Linked DNA regions of Mus musculus: regions 2, 3 and 4 are each linked to region 1. A link is a contact called in public HiChIP or PLAC-seq and promoter capture Hi-C data. All regions are on one chromosome and are shown on one strand. Each heading gives the region's core, a stretch centred on a gene start, on an enhancer-like site or on the middle of the called end of the contact. The rest is flanking DNA. Distances are from core to core; before and after follow the strand shown. Region 1 holds the start of Zfp952 (zinc finger protein 952). Region 2 overlaps Hnrnpm (heterogeneous nuclear ribonucleoprotein M). Region 3 holds the start of Adamts10 (a disintegrin-like and metallopeptidase (reprolysin type) with thrombospondin type 1 motif, 10). Region 4 holds the start of Myo1f (myosin IF).

Region 1 (2,773 bases), core at 93-2,592:
CCTTTGTGTCAGGCTGATCATCCCCGACTTTCTTGATGGTCAGAGATTACTATCTACATAGAACAAGTAGTTGAAGGCAAAAACACCAAAGATTTAATATTTCTTCCAAGAACTGTATTCCAATTAAAGACTAATTGACGAACTCTCCTAATTCTTTCTGTTCGGAGAAACCCACCAAGGAAAACCAAATTACAGCTACATGAATCCCTTCCCTCAGGCTTTCCCCCCATTTTTCCATATTTCCACTTTTAACTATTTTGACCAGCATTATTATTCAAAAGAGAGCTCAAAAGCGAGGTTGAAATAGATTTCCAATGGAGAAAAATGCCCTCTACACAACAAGGAGCCTTTGCCTAACATAAATAAAGCCTCGGGTTCAACTGGCCCTACTGTAAGGAGACAGTTGTCTGAATCCACGCATCTCAAGGACAGCTTCACTATCCTGCTGACAGAAACAAACTGAGTCCGTGTTCCCAGGCCCAGGAACCAGCTCCTTTGCCCCTCATCATTTTGAGTTACTCACCAAATGTCCAGGATGAGGCCTGACCACCAAGATTCTGAGAAAAAAGCCTTGAAACCAGGTGGCCCAGGGGAGGCTTCATCACCAATGATTCCTTTACCCCTTTCCTGTGACAAGCCGCAGGAGTCATCAAAATCACATTGGCGACTCCCTTGCCCAACCCCTTATGTCAAAATACGGCTGGACAACGCTACAGCCCACTCACTCCACTCCCCTTTGCTCTGAGGTCTCATCCGAAATATGCTGTGCAATTTTCCTTCCGGGACGGGGTCTATGCTATTGTCCCTGACCGGTCAGGTTTTTCTGCTTAATTAAAATAAAGATCTTGCTTTGCTGGACTCTTGTGCCTGCTTGTGTTTTGTTTTGGGGGGACCCCCAACAGCTGAAAAAAATAAAGAAAACGAAAGAAAAACACACCGTGATCACGGAGGAAAACTACAGCAGGGCAAACGAAAGTGCAAGGGCAGAAAGACCCGCAACAGCGCTCACACACCCTCTGTCGTTCAAAACGCAGTTTGCGTTCAGCATCACCAATCTACCAGCGCTGCAAATTCTGCAGAGGTGTAAGTTCGAGGCATGGACCCACACTGAAAGGACTGGCATGAAACCCGTTTCGTAGTGAAGGGACAGAACTGGACCCTGGTCTCCTGGCAGTGTCACAGATCTGCCATCCTCGAAGCCAGGAGCCCGTGACACACTCACCATTCTCTGCTTTTGATGCATACTGTGTCCTCTCCAAGGAGCCTGAAATTAGAAGAAGTGACAGTAACCGAAGAAGAGTTGACACGACTCTTCCCGCAGCTGCACCGGCTTCAAGATGGTAGCAAGTGAGGAACCCTTCGATTATCTGCGCTTCTTATTGGACAGGGGAATAACAGCGCCGTTGATTGGTGAATAACTCCCCCTGCCTCCTACGAGCTTAATTAAAAAGAAATCAGCCTTTCTGAGTACCGCTGCAGCTAAAATCACAGTTGTCACTCATGACCCTTTTAGCTTGCTCTTCACTAGAACAAACCTGGCGCAACCTGAAGTTTTGTGGCATTTAAGGAAACATTCAGCAGGATTCTTAGTGCATGCGTTTTCCAACTACACACCCTATCCCCTAAAGAACTAATGCTACAGCTTTACAGTGGAGCCTCTAGTGTCAGTACCCCAAGGAGAAAACCCAAGACTTTTCCTTAGGAAGAGTCCCTATGTCAATCTGGGGGCATAGGGAAAAAAAGAGGACCTGACATGCAAGCTCAAGATTTGGGGAGGTTAAGCTAAAGCTTTCGCAAACCTTGTGTTTCAATATACCCGTTTTCTGCCAAGAAAATTAAAACATATCAACAATGAATTCAACTATAAATTGTCTGGAGAAAAATGGAATTGCACACCCGAAGTTTTCTACAAAGGATTCAACAGGTCTGAAAAGCAGCCTTTGGACGTCAGCCAAAAAGGTTTCTTTGCCCAAGGAAATCCTCTATATTCAGGAATGTAAAATGGTCTCAGCCTCCCAGATCAACACTGATTTTGGACCAAGAGCTTCACAGTGGATCTGTTAGGTTCGGGGAGAAGCCAAGAAAATTGATTTCAAAGACAGCAGCTTAAAATGAAAGTTTTATTCTCTGAGTACACAGAGAGGTAGCCAGCTCGGGATCTCTACTGCATACCTGAAGGGAAATAGTATAGCATATTAAAGGATGAAACCACAAGTTCAGGGGGAAGCCGGGTGGGCTGTAGCATTGTCCACTCATATTTTTTTTTAAAGATTTATTTATTACATGTAAGTACATTGTAGCTGTCTTCAGACATTCCAGAAGAGGGCGCCAGATCTCCTTACGGATGGTTGTGAGCCACCATGCGGTTGCTGGGAATTGAACTCAGGATCTTCAGAAGAGCAGTCAGTGCTCTTAACCGCTGAGCCATCTCTCCAGCCCGTCCACTCATATTTTGACACAATGGGTTGAACAAAGGAGTTTCCATTGTGGCTCTGCCCCTGACTGGGAGCAGTCAGTCAGGAAGGTGATGCACATTGGCGACTGGGCCTTATCTGGGGCCACCCAGTTTCAATGTCCTTGAAATCCTGGACATTTGGCCTGTAACTCAAAATGATAAGGGTGCAAAGGGGTGGGCAAGCTGCATGTAATCAGTTAGGTCATGACAGGCAATCAGTGTATAGATTTATGGCGTGTGTACCTTAGTTTCCTTAACAGGCAACTTCTTTTTTTTTTTTTTTTTTTATATATTCTTTACTGGTTATCAGACAAGCAA
Region 2 (2,700 bases), core at 49-2,548, 670 kb before region 1:
TTTCACTAAACCTGGCCTCACTGTTGAAGCTAGACTGGTGGGCCAGTGGATTGCTTTCCCATTCCCTTCCTAGATGTGCGTGCCCCACAACCCCAGCTTTTTTTTTTTCCCCCCTTGGGTGACTGAGGATCTGAGCTCGGGTATTAATGCTTATTTATTTACCTGCTGAGCCATCTTATCCCTCTTTGAATTTTATAAAATGAATGTATTCATCTTTATTAAATCCAAACCATGGGGTTTTTATTTGTTTCATTGTTTGTTTTTGTGGTGGTGGCGGAAAAGATTGAACCCAGGGCTTTGTGCCTACAAGATTGCCACTATACTTTTTTTTTCTATAGAAGGATATTTTATTAACTGCCAAATATTATTTGCCTCCTTGACTGTGTGTGTATTTGGGGAACAGTGTTAAAATATCTGAAATTAGTTCTTTGCTGTGTATCCCAGGGTAATTTATAACTCATGATCCTCCTGCCTTAGCTGCCTGAGTGTGTAGATTAAAGGCAGCTCTTTTAGACCTTTTCCTTTTGGAAGAATACAGCATATTTGAGACTCTGAGGAAAGCATGGTCAGGTATAAGTCAGTTCTTACGTGTTAATGGTAAATTGAAGAGGCAGGCTTCAGGAATTGGGTCACGCTGTAAAGATGGCTCAGTGGTTGGGAGTGCTTTTTGCTTTTCCAGAGAGGATCTGCATTTGATTTCCAGCACTCAAGCAGGAAATACACAGTGCACGTACATGTGCTGTATACCTCTATATGGACACATAGACACAGATAAGAGTAAGATAGATAGTCATGCCAGCATCAAATTTCCATAAGTCTGTTCAGGTACTGATACACAGCATTGACTGTACTTGAATGCCAACACTGGTGCCCTTGAAGGGTTTAGGGAACCTTGGATTATAGAATGATGATTTAAGACTTTGTGAAAAATCATTGATGAGTTTTACATAAGTAACACTAATTAGTAAGAGTCATGCCCATGAAGATCTTGTTTCAATCTGGCATTTTTAACTCTGGTCAGCCAATCCTTTATCCCTTACCCGTTCATTTTAGTTAAAATTGAAGATTGTTTTTAGATTTTTAGTTTTATGCTTTTTGTTTCTGAACTGTTGCTCTTCCTAGAACTCTTCTTGTTGCTGTGGTTTATTTCATTTGTTAATAATTAGAGAAATACCTTTCAAACTGTCTGTTGGTCTGCAGATTTTTGTTTGCTTTTTTTGGTGTTGGTAATGGGAGTGGCTGGTGTATACTGTGCCGTATGATAAGGTCTGCCACTCTAAGTCGTATCCAAAGACAGACTTCGAGTACACAGCAAGAGGTACCAGACTGGACTGTGACAGAGCCCTCCCTGAAGCTTTTTACTTCAGCTTTGACCTTGAGCTGCTGTAGCAATCCTGAGAATTAAGGTTACAGACCTTTACCACCACTGCTACTGTGCTTTACTGGGAGCCTTTTTTATTTTATTTGTTTAATGATTGGGGGTAGGGATTGTACTTAGGAATACTAGGCAGAAACTCTATCACTGAGCTGCACCTCAGCAGACGAGAGCCTCTGTAGTGGTGAAGGCAGCAGTTCCACTAGTTTCTGCAAGCCTACTTCTGACCTACTTCTAGCTGTAACGCTTTATGCTTTTTTCAGGATCCTGATGGTGAACATGCAAGGAGAGCAATGCAAAAGGTGATGGCTACGACTGGTGGGATGGGTATGGGACCAGGTGGCCCAGGAATGATTAATATCCCACCCAGTATCCTAAATAATCCTAACATCCCAAATGAGATTATCCATGCATTACAGGCTGGAAGACTTGGAAGCACAGTATTTGTAGCAAATGTAAGTAAATGGGAACATTCTCTAAAATAGAAAAATAGGGAGGGACGGAAATAATGTGAAAATAGTGTGCATTTAATTTTAAATAAAATGAAAACAAATTAGAAAAATGTACAAAACACTTTATATTGATTGTATCACTGTTATACGAGTAATTTAAGTTAGACTTATGGTAGATAGCTTGTTTTCATTTTAAGTAGGCCTTCTACTTTGTTCTTGTGACCACTGCATTTGTGGCTTCAGGATTCACCTCAGTCCTATTAGGGTCTTGTTTCCTAAGGCTTTCTGATGCTACAGAGGCAGTAGCTGGGTACGCGTCCTTAATTGGGGTTTATTTAGGTAAAGGGAAGAATGGATAGACCATCAATATTTTCACATTTTTTTTGTATCTAGAGTAAATGGTGATATTTTTATTCTCTGCAAGGACAAATACTTTTAGAACTGAGTGGGTTCACAAGTTAAAAGGGGGGAAAGACTTAAAAGGAGAGTGACTTTTTGGGATTTTCAAGACAGTTTCTCAGTGGTGTTGCATTGGTGGGCCTTTGGCTCAAGAGATCTACCTGCCTTTGCCTTCTCTGTGCTGAGATTAAAGGCAGGTACCACCACCATCCTGCTGACTTTTTTAAGTATGAGGGGGAAAGCTTGTTAAATGTGAGGAGACTTATTCTGTTCCATTTAAGAAGAGAGGCAATAAATAGCAGAGTTAAGGCCCAGTTTTGCAGTCCTATTTAAAAATTCAACTGAAGTTAATTTTCTTGTAAAGTCAGTCAAAGCAATCTTAATATAGTAAAAGTGTGTCTTTTTCCCCAGAGAAGTTTACCTTGAAGTTTTCACCTTCTTCTTTCACCTAGCTGGATTATAAAGTTGGCTGGA
Region 3 (2,724 bases), core at 186-2,685, 530 kb before region 1:
TGTGTGTGTGTGTGTGTGTACCTAGGCTTGGCCCCTGTCCCCCAGGCCCCTCCTCTGGCAGGCTGCAGGGAGGCCACTAGCCTGGGGGAAGGGCACAAGTGCTGGAAGAGGGAAAAGCCTCCCGGGAATGTGTGTGGCTCCATCACATCCTGGGGATCCTATAGGGACCAGCACTCCACACCTAGACTTTTGTAGGCTGTGCGGGAAACCCAGCTAAAGAGGTGGAGGCTTCTCAGTGGAGGACAGAGCTTCTTTGGCCAGGCATAGGCAGCCATCAGCCTGAGGCAGCAGGCTTCCTCCAGGCGCTGCACATCTGGCCTGGCTGCTGTGAGCACACAGACAAAAGGACCAGCCAGAGGGGAGGCCTAAGGGGAGGGGCTGCACAGGTCACCACTCCCATTACCACCAACCAGCTGTTAATTAAAGTGTGTCTCCCCCTGGTAGGGAGGCTCCTTGCTTCAGAGTTCTGTGGCATAGATGACCATCTGAGGGGAAGTAGCAGCCCCAGCTCCACTCTCACAGGCAGACACACAAACAAACACAATCACACTCTATAGGGCAACCCACACTTGAATAGCAGGAAGGCCTGGTTCACTAAACCCAAACACACACAACTACATACCTCCACACCTATGTATACAGAAACACATATTTCCACATGGACACCCAGACAGCCCATAAACCCAGACAAACAGGCCTATGTGCACAGTTACACAGTCCAAGACAAGCCACAAGCCTAGCAGCCTATACACGCTCATTTAACACAGAAAGTTAACACACACACATGCACAAGTTTACACATTCATAGCAGGGGGAACTAAGAAATTCTACAAACTCAGACACATATGCATGCAGGCATTTCCACTAATAACACTCCTGAGAAACGCAAATATTCAGAGACAGACACACTTGGCATTTACATGCACGAGAGGCATTTTTCTTACCCTCACTTAGGCAAACACTCAACACACCTCAACAGTCTGCCCACACAGTCGCTCCCAGATGCTGAAAGCCATAAGGTCATACAATCCGCAGAAGCACAACCATTTGGATACGTGGCTGACCTCGACCCCCGCCCCAAACCTGAGCCAACCCAAACAGGCAGTCTGTATCTGCAACACTTAGGGACATTCGGCACCAACACAGCACTCGCACAACGGGATCCGTCCAGCACATCTTGTCCCCGAGACACACAAAGTCACTTATAATCACTGCATTCCGGTGACTGCGCCGCCCAACTGGGTCCCCAGATCGCCAGTACCTGCGTGCCTGGAGCCTTCGGTCCGCTGTAGACGCACAGACTCACCGCCCGGCGCACAGGAAGGGAGGGAGCAAGCGCCCGGTGGCGTGGCCGGGGGAGGGGGCGCGGGAAGGCACTCACTTCCTGAGCAGCCTGCCAGGGTTATTAAAAAAAAAGAAAAACCAAAAAAAAAAACCCAAACCCCGCCCGCCGCTGCTGCTGCTTCCGCCGCCGCCGCCGCCCAGGGCCTCAGGCTGGACCCAAGCCAAGGACCCCGGAGCCCGGATTACCCCGCCTCGCGAAGGGCGCCCGTGTGGGTGGAGATGCTGAGGAGGAATTTGGGATGGGAGTTGGAGAAGGTTGGGGGGGGGGGTACGGGAGAGGGGAGGCTGGGGGCGGAGATAGAAGAAGGCAGGGGGTGTGAAGGGACAGAGGTGGAGAGTGGGGGAGGAGTGGACGCACACAGTAGGGGGATGGGGGGGAGGACGGAAAGGAGGGGTTAGGCGGGAAATTGTGAGGGAGGAAAGTTTGAATAGAAAGAGGTGGAGGAGATGGGGGTCCTGGAGAAAGGGGCAAAATTGAGTTGGGGGCTAGCGAGGGGGTTGAGACAAGGGGAGAGCCCAGTGCCTTGCCTCCGTTAGCCGAGTCAACAACAGCTGTTATTTATTGAGGGCTGGTCCTTGCTCAAGCAAACATTTATTGGGCGCCTCTCCGTGTGCCAGGCATGGTGCCCGAGGCTGAGTGAATAAATCTGAGTTGGGTCCCAGCCTTCACAAAGCTCCGGTCCGGGGGCTTTGATCTGCTTTGGCTCTGCTTTTGAGTTCACTTGCTTTAACTCTCTAGCAGTGAAGAGGACCTAGTCAGTTCCATTTTACAGATGTGAAAACTAAGTCCAGCCAGGGGGGCGTCATGATCATCTTTGGGACACAGTGTTTAAATCTACGAGGAGTTTGTACATGCAGGAGATGACCAGTGCAGTGGAGCAAAGCTGGGATTCCAACCAGCTTCAATCCAGGCCTGATTGTGGGAGTGTTCTACACCATTACCCCTGGTCTCAGAATTCCAAGATTGGCCCCCACAGTGGGCTTTGGCCTTGGCCTTGACCGACTCTGATTCTAGGTTTTCTTATCCTTAGAAATGGGGTAATGACAGCCTTTGTAGGGAGCAGGGGAGGAAGAGGGGTGGTTGTGGGAGGGAGCAGGAGAGTTTCAACCACAAACATTCCCTCTGTTCTGAGTTCAGCTAGGGATACAGGTAGTTCTCTGTCTCTACGTTGAACTTAGTCTTGAACTTGGAAATGGCATGTTAAGGGCTCATGCACTGTACGAAAAATTCCTATGGTGCCCGAACCCTCCTGCCCGGACCCAACTTCTCTGGACACCCTGCCAGACCAGAGGGGCTGTTAACTTTTACATACTGCAATCCCTAGAACCCATACCCACCCCTGGCCTCCACTAACCGAACTGCCCCTTGGGCCCCTTGGC
Region 4 (2,700 bases), core at 200-2,699, 560 kb before region 1:
CTCACCTCCCTGCCTCCACTCCAGTCCTGTTTGCTATAACCTCCAAGAACCCCAACAACTATTCTTTTCCTAAGAACATGCCCTTGTTCTCATTGACAGAATGACAAAAATTGAAAGCTGAAGTGAACTGTGGGTTTGTGGAGCCATGGGGTGATTTGTGTAATCACTACTGGCTTTTATTGTATGTGCCATGATGCTGCTAAGTCTAGACCCATGCATGGTGCTGATCATTCTCCAGCCTTCTCATCATCAACAGACTTCAACTTGAACTTGTAGTGACATCTCTGTCTGCAGCGTCTCCACTGCCATCCTTGGGTAGTAGGGAGAACGGTCTCTCCTTTGTATACCTTTCCTCTATCCTTTCTCCACCTAGTCCTCCATCTCCTCCTCTTTTTTTCTTCCTTCCTTCCTTCCTTCCTTCCTTCCTTCCTTCCTTCCTTCCTTCCTTCCTTTCTTTCTTTCATTAGGTATTTTCTTTATTTACATTTCAAATGTTATCCCCTTTCTTGGTTTCCCCTATGAAAACCCCCATCCCCTCCCTCTCCTCTTCTTTCTATTCCTTATCTCCATTCCTATTTTTCCTTTTCTTCTCCTAGCTCTCTCTTCCCCCTCCTTTTCATCCTTTGCTATCTTCTGCCGCACACCCACATCTCCAACTCCTCCTTAGTAAAATTAACTGGTCCTGGAAGTTAAATGAGGATGATGATGACTTATTTTCAGTGCTAGAGATGATACCCAGGATCTTGAGCACACTAGCCAAGCACCCGCACTGAGCTATCATCTGCCCCTGTGATTGTTATAGTCAAACCACCTAGGATCACTTGCACTGTTATCCCACCCCATGAGAGTGGCCAAACCTACAGATCCCTCTGATGAATGTTCCCAAGAAAAGCCCTACACCCCTCAAACACTCCTTTCTCCAGACCAACTTCTAAATAAGAGTTCTAGAAACAGAGGCTAAGAGAGGGAAGAGCTTGTTTCAAACTGCAGGGGAAGACTAGTTCTGAGATGAGTTGATAACCTAGTTCTCTAAGCCCCTGAAAAGGGACATGTTCTCTTCCTGACGACTGTGTAATTCCTTCAGGGACACTTTCTTTCCTATTTATGTTGCAGTATTGGTCCTCATACCCAGCCTGGCAGATGCAGATTGGAGCTTGATTCTTGGTGAGGGACATGGGGTGCTCTGTGCTGTCCTATGGAACTCTGTCTCTGAAGGCTCTGTGGTTCTCATAACCATTGCCCCAAGTTTTGAGGGTGCTACCAGGTTACCACTCCCAGATCCCACCTTGAACAACTTACCATGGTGAGGGATGGTATGTAGGCTCCTGTGGGTAATGACAGGGGTGCAGGCTCAGAGGGTTCTAGGGGGTGGCTCTGGCATGGCTCTCCTCCTTCACAGGCTCTTGGCCCTAGTTCCTCTTGTAACAGCCCCTCTTTTACTTCCTTTGCGGGAGGGCTCATGACCACAGGGGAGGGAAGCTGAGGGCGGGGACAGTGCTCTGAGCTCTAGCAGCAATGACAGGGCTGAGGGAACCGTTTGGAGCTTACCCTGAAGGGATAGGTCAAAGTTGGCGGGCAGTCACTGCCAGACTAGAGAAAGTCCTTTATCCATCATCTACCTCAAGAAAAGAGTTACAGCAAAAAGCACCCAAATCAGCTGACTGCAGGACTGGCCGCTTAGTTCTCTTCAGAATCAGGGGAAGGAAGTACCATTTCAGATGTGTGTCTGCTCAGAGTTCCCATGGAAACCCTTTATGGTCCTCCCTGTAGACTGTTCCTCCAAAGCCAGGTCTGTTAGTAAGGGAAGTTTAACTGGAGTAGAAGACACCACAAGACTTATTTCCCTTTAATGTCTGTATTTCTCTTTGTGTGCGTTTCTATATGGGTGCATATGAATGTGTGGAGGGAGGTCAGAAGACAACCTTAGGTGAGTGCCAGTTCTCACCCTTCTCCTTGAAATAGGCATCACTGTTGTTTTCCTACTGTGGAAATCAGGCTAGTCTGCAAGCTTCCTGGATTCTCTTGTCTCCACCTCCTATCTCCATGTCTCAGATATTTGTTACCTTTATCTGGCTTTATGTGGGGTCTGGGGATTCAAACTCATGCCCTGATGCTTGTTGTGAAAAGTGAGCTATTGGCCTTGAGAGAGAGAGAGAGAGAGAGAGAGAGAGAGAGAGAGAGAGAGAGAGAGAGAGAAAGAGAAAGAGAGAGACACAGAGAGAAACAGAGACAGAGACAGAGAGACAGAGACAGAGACCGAGACCTTTGGAACCCAGGAGGCACTGGATCTCTGGGAGTTTACATCTGTTAACCACCTGATATGGGTGCTTGGAATTGAACTGTGGTCCTCTGAAATTACAGGAAGTAATCTTCTATCCAGTTGAGCCTTCTATCCAGCAAGCACCTCCCACTGTCACTCCACCCCAAATCTGGATATTGTTGTGGTTTTTGTTTTTGAGATAGGGTTTCCACTGTATAATTTTGACTTGTCTGGAGTTTGTAAGTAGCAAATTTGGTCTCAAACTCAGAGATCCTCCTGCCTCTGGATTGTGGGGCCCAAAGATGTACACACCATTCCTGGCCCAATCTGGGTTTTCACACTTACAGCCTTGCTGTTTTCCTGACTTGGCTCTATCAGCAGCAGCCAGCACATGTAGGGCCTACCATACGTTAGCTCAGTACTTGGTCTTTGGAAGACCA

What was found. Promoter capture Hi-C pulls out the DNA fragments that hold promoters and counts their contacts. HiChIP or PLAC-seq counts read pairs in DNA pulled down with a chosen protein or histone mark.
Region 2: a promoter capture Hi-C map of liver shows a contact between it and region 1, with 3 times the contacts expected there. The contact joins the enhancer-like site here to the promoter of Zfp952 in region 1. A contact is called at or near these places in 13 of 39 promoter capture datasets (the 3T3-L1 cell line, 3T3-L1-derived adipocytes, the C10 cell line and 7 more), 1 of 115 datasets of contacts at active chromatin or transcription factors (large pre-B cells) and 1 of 9 other capture datasets (macrophages).
Region 3: an H3K4me3 HiChIP or PLAC-seq map of the 230-238 cell line shows a contact between it and region 1, with 7 times the contacts expected there. The contact joins the promoter of Adamts10 here to the promoter of Zfp952 in region 1. A contact is called at or near these places in 18 of 39 promoter capture datasets (the 3T3-L1 cell line, 3T3-L1-derived adipocytes, the C10 cell line and 13 more), 3 of 15 datasets of contacts at CTCF or cohesin (the NIH/3T3 cell line, large pre-B cells and pro-B cells), 6 of 484 Hi-C or Micro-C datasets (the HL-1 cell line, the NIH/3T3 cell line, embryonic stem cells and 2 more), 10 of 115 datasets of contacts at active chromatin or transcription factors (the 230-238 cell line, embryonic stem cells, forebrain and 3 more) and 3 of 9 other capture datasets (embryonic stem cells, liver and macrophages).
Region 4: a contact with region 1 is called in an H3K27ac HiChIP or PLAC-seq map of bone marrow-derived dendritic cells, with 5 times the contacts expected there. The contact joins the promoter of Myo1f here to the promoter of Zfp952 in region 1. A contact is called at or near these places in 16 of 39 promoter capture datasets (the 3T3-L1 cell line, the C10 cell line, the HPC-7 cell line and 8 more), 2 of 15 datasets of contacts at CTCF or cohesin (large pre-B cells and pro-B cells), 6 of 484 Hi-C or Micro-C datasets (DN3 thymocytes, embryonic stem cells and reprogramming fibroblasts), 9 of 115 datasets of contacts at active chromatin or transcription factors (T-cell acute lymphoblastic leukemia, acute myeloid leukemia, bone marrow-derived dendritic cells and 5 more) and 2 of 9 other capture datasets (embryonic stem cells and macrophages).

What each region holds. Positions count from the first base shown.
Region 1 is chr17:32,991,708-32,994,480 of GRCm38.p6, reverse strand. It overlaps Zfp952 (zinc finger protein 952), which reads right to left and starts at 1,342. Exons shown (of 4, transcript NM_001045559.1): 1 at 1,223-1,342. The coding sequence starts at 1,243.
Region 2 is chr17:33,665,624-33,668,323 of GRCm38.p6, reverse strand. Hnrnpm (heterogeneous nuclear ribonucleoprotein M) reads left to right here. Exons shown (of 16, transcript NM_029804.3): 6 at 1,639-1,830; 7 at 2,679-2,700. Among named protein-coding and RNA genes, the nearest start is that of Hnrnpm, 18 kb to the left of the region's middle. Within about 2 kb of position 1,298, at least 4 of the 459 cell types and tissues checked have an H3K27ac peak or open chromatin away from gene starts, as enhancers often do. A contact at or near this core is called in liver, where this site is marked.
Region 3 is chr17:33,522,796-33,525,519 of GRCm38.p6, reverse strand. Adamts10 (a disintegrin-like and metallopeptidase (reprolysin type) with thrombospondin type 1 motif, 10) reads right to left here and starts at 1,435. Exons shown (of 25, transcript NM_172619.4): 1 at 1,262-1,435.
Region 4 is chr17:33,554,456-33,557,155 of GRCm38.p6, reverse strand. Myo1f (myosin IF) reads right to left here and starts at 1,449. Exons shown (of 28, transcript NM_053214.2): 1 at 1,300-1,449. The coding sequence starts at 1,302.